2 separate regions of the Mus musculus genome follow, and region 1 is linked to region 2. The links are chromatin contacts, called in public HiChIP or PLAC-seq maps. All regions are on one chromosome and are shown on one strand. Each heading gives the region's core, a stretch centred on a gene start, on an enhancer-like site or on the middle of the called end of the contact. The rest is flanking DNA. Distances are from core to core; before and after follow the strand shown.

Region 1 (2,869 bases), core at 362-2,861, 520 kb after region 2:
TGATTATTGAAACATCAGACTTTTAGATGACTGACATGCAAATGAAAAATGCTTCAACTCTGTACTGCATAATAAAAAGGCCACACAATCCCACTTCCTGCTAATGGTTGGCATATTCCTTCAGGAAATGCATATGGATGAGTAGAGCGGGAATAAACAAAGATTTTCATTTCCTTCTTGAACTTACCTTGTAACTGGTGACTGTGATGAACAAATGCTTGCATGAGTAAAGTCTAAGCCAGTGAACACACAGGTCAACAGAGGGAGTGGCTGCTGAGGCAAGTAGGTTCAGTGGGCCATGGGAATAAATCAAAGAGTATAAATCAAGGGGCAAATGACCCAGATCTAGAGCTCTGAGTTTCCTGAACAACTAACGATCTTCAGAGATAAGGAGACAGCTCACTCAGCAAAGTGCTTGTTTGCAGGCTTGAGTCCTTGCATGTGACACACAGCACCCATGTGAAAAGGCTGGCTATTGTGGGCCACACTTGGAATTCCAGCTCTTGGGAGTTGGGACAGGTAGATCCCAGGAGAGTCACTGTCCAGGTGGTATAGAGGGGATGGTAATTTAGTGAGAGACCCTGTTTTAAAAAATAAGATGAAATATTAATGAAAACATATAGTCTTAACCTCTGATACTCAGACATTCTTACACATACCCAGGCAACATACCCAGGCACACATGTGCACACATGCACACAACAAAGAAATACCAAAGTATTCTAAAATGTAAATCTCCCCCAAAGGTTCAAGTGATCACATGTAAAAGAAAAGCCAACAAACAAGCAAATAGAAAAAAATTAGTATTAATATCATCACAGCGTGAAATCAGATCATGCTACTGAGCTCTAAGAGTCAAAACAGCACAGCTTGAAGATCGCCAGCTTCCCAGCCCAGAAAAGATTGGCATCTGACAGGGGATGCTTTTTTGACCCTGCTTTGATTGCCACCTGCAGCTTACCCATATTGCATAACCGGCAGGTACACAGTAGTCTACATGTCTCAATAGAAAAAAAAAGTAGAAGATTTAAAAGAAGGAAGAGACAAGTTAAGAGTGTGTGTCTTATGTTTGGGCATGCTGCTGATTGAAACTTTGTAACATTTGAGGGGGGAGCACTTGGGGGGGGAGACTTTTTTTTCTGATGCTGATGCTACAGGGTGCTGCATGATACTGCTCATTTCATAGCCGAGGAAGCATTACTAACTTGCTCAGGATAAACAGCGAGAGGCCAAGGCAGAATTCAAATTAGATTTATTCTGAGTGTGACTGACTCTAAAGTACAAGTGCTTTTTTTTTTTTTTTAAGATAACGATGACTATGTTGATATTTATCCAGTGCTCACCATAAAGCAGTCAAGGTTCTAAGTGCTCTGGAATGGCTGATACCTTGTGTACTTCCTGAGTCACTCTTACAAGGTGCTTATGAGGAAATGCAAGGAGGCTCAGCCATTTCTCTATTTTCTGAATAACTATAGGAGAGAATGTCTCCGAGCATAAAGAAACCAGAAGCTAGGAGGAGTGCCTTTAAGCACTGGATAGGGAGGCAGTGGGTGAGAGGAAGAGGCCCCATGTACTAGACAGCAGGAAGCCAGCCCCTGCTGACCTGGACGGAAAAGAGAGAATCTGGCCTATAGGAGCAAAGAGGGAAAAAATACCATATAAGGACCTTGTAAGAGAAAATAAGGAAACACAGTTTGATGTTGAACTTGGATACAAAATTAAGAGCTTGAGACGCTCTTTGTAGTTAAAGTGGAGAACGTCACAGTCAGACGAGAACAGCTGATAGAATGTGAGTTCCAGCTGGGTCCCATCTGCTGGTGCCTGGGAGAATTCTCTTTGTGTTCTGATGGGCTGTTGTGCAAAGAATTGTATTTCAAAATACTTGCAAATTGGACTCTGATTTCTACATATCCAGGTTAAGCAAGGCACCACTGCCTGAAGAGGGACTCTTGATTTTTGGCTAATTTCATTTGGCCAGCACTGCTGTGCTCCTGTGGCCCCAACCTCTCTTCCCAGAGAACATTGAGTCCCCCAGATTGAAAGCACTATTGTAGACCACAGGGTTCTCATTCAGGAAAATTTGAAACAGAATGCTCAAGTTCCATTTGATAACACCAGGAGCTTGCCAGCATGCTGTCCATTTGGGTTTTCTTTTTTTTTTTTTTTTTTTCTTCTGTGCTTTGGAAAATGTAAGAGAGACTCAGTTGAAGGCAAGAAGAAAGAAAAGGAAAAAGTGATTCTTCCTTCTTGGATAACACAGGCCAGAGACCTGAAGGCTCACTAAAACAGGACAAAGAATCTTTCTCCTTTGTGTGTGGCTTTGAGTTTTCAAGGACTGCCTGTGAGATTTCCTTAAAGATGAGTGCAGAGGCTGGTGCTGTCTGTCAATCCAAAGTTTAGGTAAATAGGCTTCTAGTCATTCGGCCACTTACAATTTTGAGCCCTTGCTTTCAGTTCTTCCTCTCTGCAGGGGTGTTTGCTATGCTACTCCTGTTGGCTATGGTCTCCCAGACTCAAGCAGTTCTGCCATAGCCCAACATGTCTCTGGTCTGCATGATGCCCCAGCAAACCTGGTTTGTCTTCTTATTGTGTATCTGGTTGGTTCTGTGCCTTGGAGCAGAAATGGGTTTGTTTCAGACTCATCATTATTTCTTCTACTCCTAAACAAGAGGCTTTCTCAGGTCAACAGAGAATAGGAAGTGAAGGTGTGCCATCTCTAGCTTTGGATGTTTGGTTATGGGTATTTGAGGTGTGTGTGTGTGGGGGGGGTAGATCAAAAGGGGAAAAGTAAATTCTATAAAACATTGAGTTTCTGGACATAGTGTGCTCAGGAAACATCTTATTAACTCTTTCTTTCTGTTTCCTTTCT
Region 2 (3,111 bases), core at 114-2,613:
CCAAAAACTTTAAATTATTATTGCATTATGTATTTAACAAATCACAGAATATCTACTATAGATATTCTGACAATTTCAAACTTAACTGTAAAGAAACTGGATGAAAAGCCCAATAGTTACATTTGCTAATGTTCTGACACTGACTATCATGAACTAAGTTAGCAAGACATTGGGCACCGTGTTCAAGGATGGAATAATACCTAGCAGGAAGAGTTAACATATTGAGGATTCAGAGGCAACCCTGGCCTAATGGAGATTCTCAGGTTTTCCTAGCCTGGAAGACAGGGATCTTCCAGATGGGTGTATCTTCTCTTCTTTTACGGAGAATCTATTTTATTTTTCTTCTGGGAAAGATAGACAAACAGACACAGACACCCAGAGAGACAGGGACACACACACACACACACACACACACACACACACACACACACACACATACATACACACACACACACACACACACACACACACACACACACACAGAGGATTGCAGTAGTGGGCAGTCAATGCCTGGCCAATACCCTTATTGAAAGTTCACTTTCTTGCATGCATTCCTAACTATATTCATCTTGCATCTTATCACAGCCACAGAGACATCCATAATGCAGTGGTTAATGGCTGATCGCCTTCATTCATAAAGATGAGAGGGCTGCAGCTTTACTCAGTGACCCAAAGTAAGTTGTATTTCTCCAGCTTATTTATTAACTTAGAAATGATCCTCTGTGGTTCCATCTCCACAGGCCATGTCCATGAAGATGTATGTATCTGTCTCATACATCTCATACATGGAAAACATACGGGCCTCTGAAGAGCTGTGAGAATACTGTCTCCTTTCTCCTGACTATCTTGTGGTGAGTCACCTAATTTCTTGTGACACAATGCTACTCTGTGTTTGGCTGTGTATGACAGTGGCCAGTGTTAGAATTCAGAGACAGCAATGTAAAACTCCTGTATGGATTTAAGAGTTTGGAGTTGAATCAGCTTAAATCTGGGATCCCTTGGGAATGTATGAAATTATCTCACATGGTGTGGTGTGTGCATAGGGATGTCATAAGGCCTCTTCCTGAGGTCTGTGGGGCAAGAGGAGGGTGATGCCACCGTTCTCCGAAGTCAGATGCCACAAACTATCTTCTCAAACATAATTGCTCATAAATGACTAAGATAGTCACTTGGTCAGCACAGCACCGTGTAATGAGTTGCTTTGCTTTTCAGACATCACTGCTTCAGGAGAGAAGCCCATAGCTTTTGGCACCAAGTTCCTGAACCAGCAGCCTCCAGATTACAGCATATGCTCAGCCAGGAGTTGCTCCCTTGTCAACAATGAGCATTAGTGCAGCAGTTGGAGAGGAAGGAGAAGCCTTTGTCTATTAGGAAGCCCGCAGAGACTGGTTGCTAAGCAACCCAGTGTGGAGGCAGCAACCAGTGTGTACCAGGAGGGAACCCAGGGAGGTGGGCCTGGAAAGCAGGGAGAAGGCATTCTTTTTGCAAATCAGCTGAGGCACTGGAGAATAAAAGGCAGCTCCACTGTCTGCCACCCAGGTAAAGAAGTAGCAGAGAGGTGGAATCAAGCTGTGACTTTAGCATGGAAGTGCTAGGTGCCAAGGCTCACAGGTAACTCTCCTGTCACCTGGAAAACTTTGTGACCTTGAGGAGACTTTTGTCCGCCGAGATTTTCCTGATAGCAGCAATATAATCTAAGGAATCAATCAGAACCAGTGATCTCTCCCACTCACTTCTACTCTTACAGAAACCAGCAAGCACACACACACACACAGTAAACCACAGAGGCACTGAGTCTGCTGTTTCTAACATCCTGTCTGTGTAAGAAAGGGTGGAAGGAAGAGTATATTACTAAAAACTCCGAGGGAAATGGCTTTTGGGGATTCTATAAGCCGGACTTTCTAAATAAAAGGATTGTTTACAATTTGTAATCACTTTAAATGTTTATTCAGGTTTGAATGTGCCTTGATGCAGATATGGAGGAAGTCATCTTCTCTTTGTCCAAGGGTAGCATTTTGCTCCAAAACTCCTAAGACCCAGGGAGTTTAAATAAGGTGCCTTAAAACCCAGGAAGGAAAGAGCTTTCAAGTCTGCCTGCGGAGCACTCCAGGGTTCTAACTCCCATGAGTGATCACCCATGCTCGGGTGGGCACGTGGCCTTTGAGAAGGCCATGCTTCTCTAAGTAACTCCTCACCCACTCTTTTGTAAGTGACCCCAATAAATGAACCGGTTCACCAGCTTAGACTTTGGGCATATTGCTACTTTAGTCTGTCTCTAGTTAGTTTCTTGCATCTTTCGCCCCCCCCCCCCCCAAGTTTCTTAACTAGCTGCCAGATGATCTGAAAGACAGAGAACAGATGCCTTTGGAAGGTACAGAATGCACCGATCTCCTGTACTGGGGCTAGCTGACCTCCTCAGTACCTGCTGGTGCTCAGCTTAAGGTTGGCAATGAATTTGAACTGAGAAAACTGAGATGCCTACATTGTGAACCAATATGCAGGGTGGATTATGGTTTTTGGCATGTGCAGGCACCGGAGATGGAGGCATTGCAGGGAGAAGGCAGCCAGCCGACTGGAAGCTCTGCTCTTGGAATATAGGGATTTGTCGAGGCAGCACTTCCTTACTTATTTTAGCTGTTAACCTTGGCCATGTTACCTGCACTGTTTGGCTGAGGCTTGCCTGTATTGACATAGAAGAAATACTTTTATTTATTTGTAGAAGATGCTATGTCTTTGAAGGAAAATAGCCTATAGGAACAGAGGAGCTTGGGACCTGACATATTTGATCTGTTATTACGACTACTATTTTATTTATGTGTATGTGTGTGTTTCTGTGTGAGTGAATACCAGATTAGTGCAGGTACCCACAGAGTCAAGAAGAAGGCACTAGATCTCCTGCAGCTGGGGTAACAAGCAGCTGCGAGCTGTCTGACATAGATGGTGAGAACTTGTTTCATTACCAATATGTGCCCTTAGCCACAGAGTCATCTTACCAGCCCCAGAACCTGGCATATTTCTATATTTTCTTGTGTGTGCACATCCATGCAGAAGCTAGAGGTCAGCACAGGGTCTTTTACTCTGATGCCCACCACCTTAGTTTTTGAGACAGGT

The links. HiChIP or PLAC-seq counts read pairs in DNA pulled down with a chosen protein or histone mark.
Region 1: an H3K27ac HiChIP or PLAC-seq map of VIP interneurons shows a contact between it and region 2, with 4 times the contacts expected there. The contact joins two enhancer-like sites. A contact is called at or near these places in 1 of 484 Hi-C or Micro-C datasets (cortical neurons) and 1 of 115 datasets of contacts at active chromatin or transcription factors (VIP interneurons).

What each region holds. Positions count from the first base shown.
Region 1 is chr11:56,761,085-56,763,953 of GRCm38.p6, forward strand. No RefSeq gene overlaps it. Among named protein-coding and RNA genes, the nearest start is that of Gm39826, 36 kb to the left of the region's middle. Within about 2 kb of position 1,612, at least 14 of the 459 cell types and tissues checked have an H3K27ac peak or open chromatin away from gene starts, as enhancers often do. A contact at or near this core is called in VIP interneurons and cortical neurons, where this site is marked.
Region 2 is chr11:56,245,853-56,248,963 of GRCm38.p6, forward strand. No RefSeq gene overlaps it. Among named protein-coding and RNA genes, the nearest start is that of Gm46260, 130 kb to the left of the region's middle. Within about 2 kb of position 1,364, at least 84 of the 459 cell types and tissues checked have an H3K27ac peak or open chromatin away from gene starts, as enhancers often do. A contact at or near this core is called in VIP interneurons and cortical neurons, where this site is marked.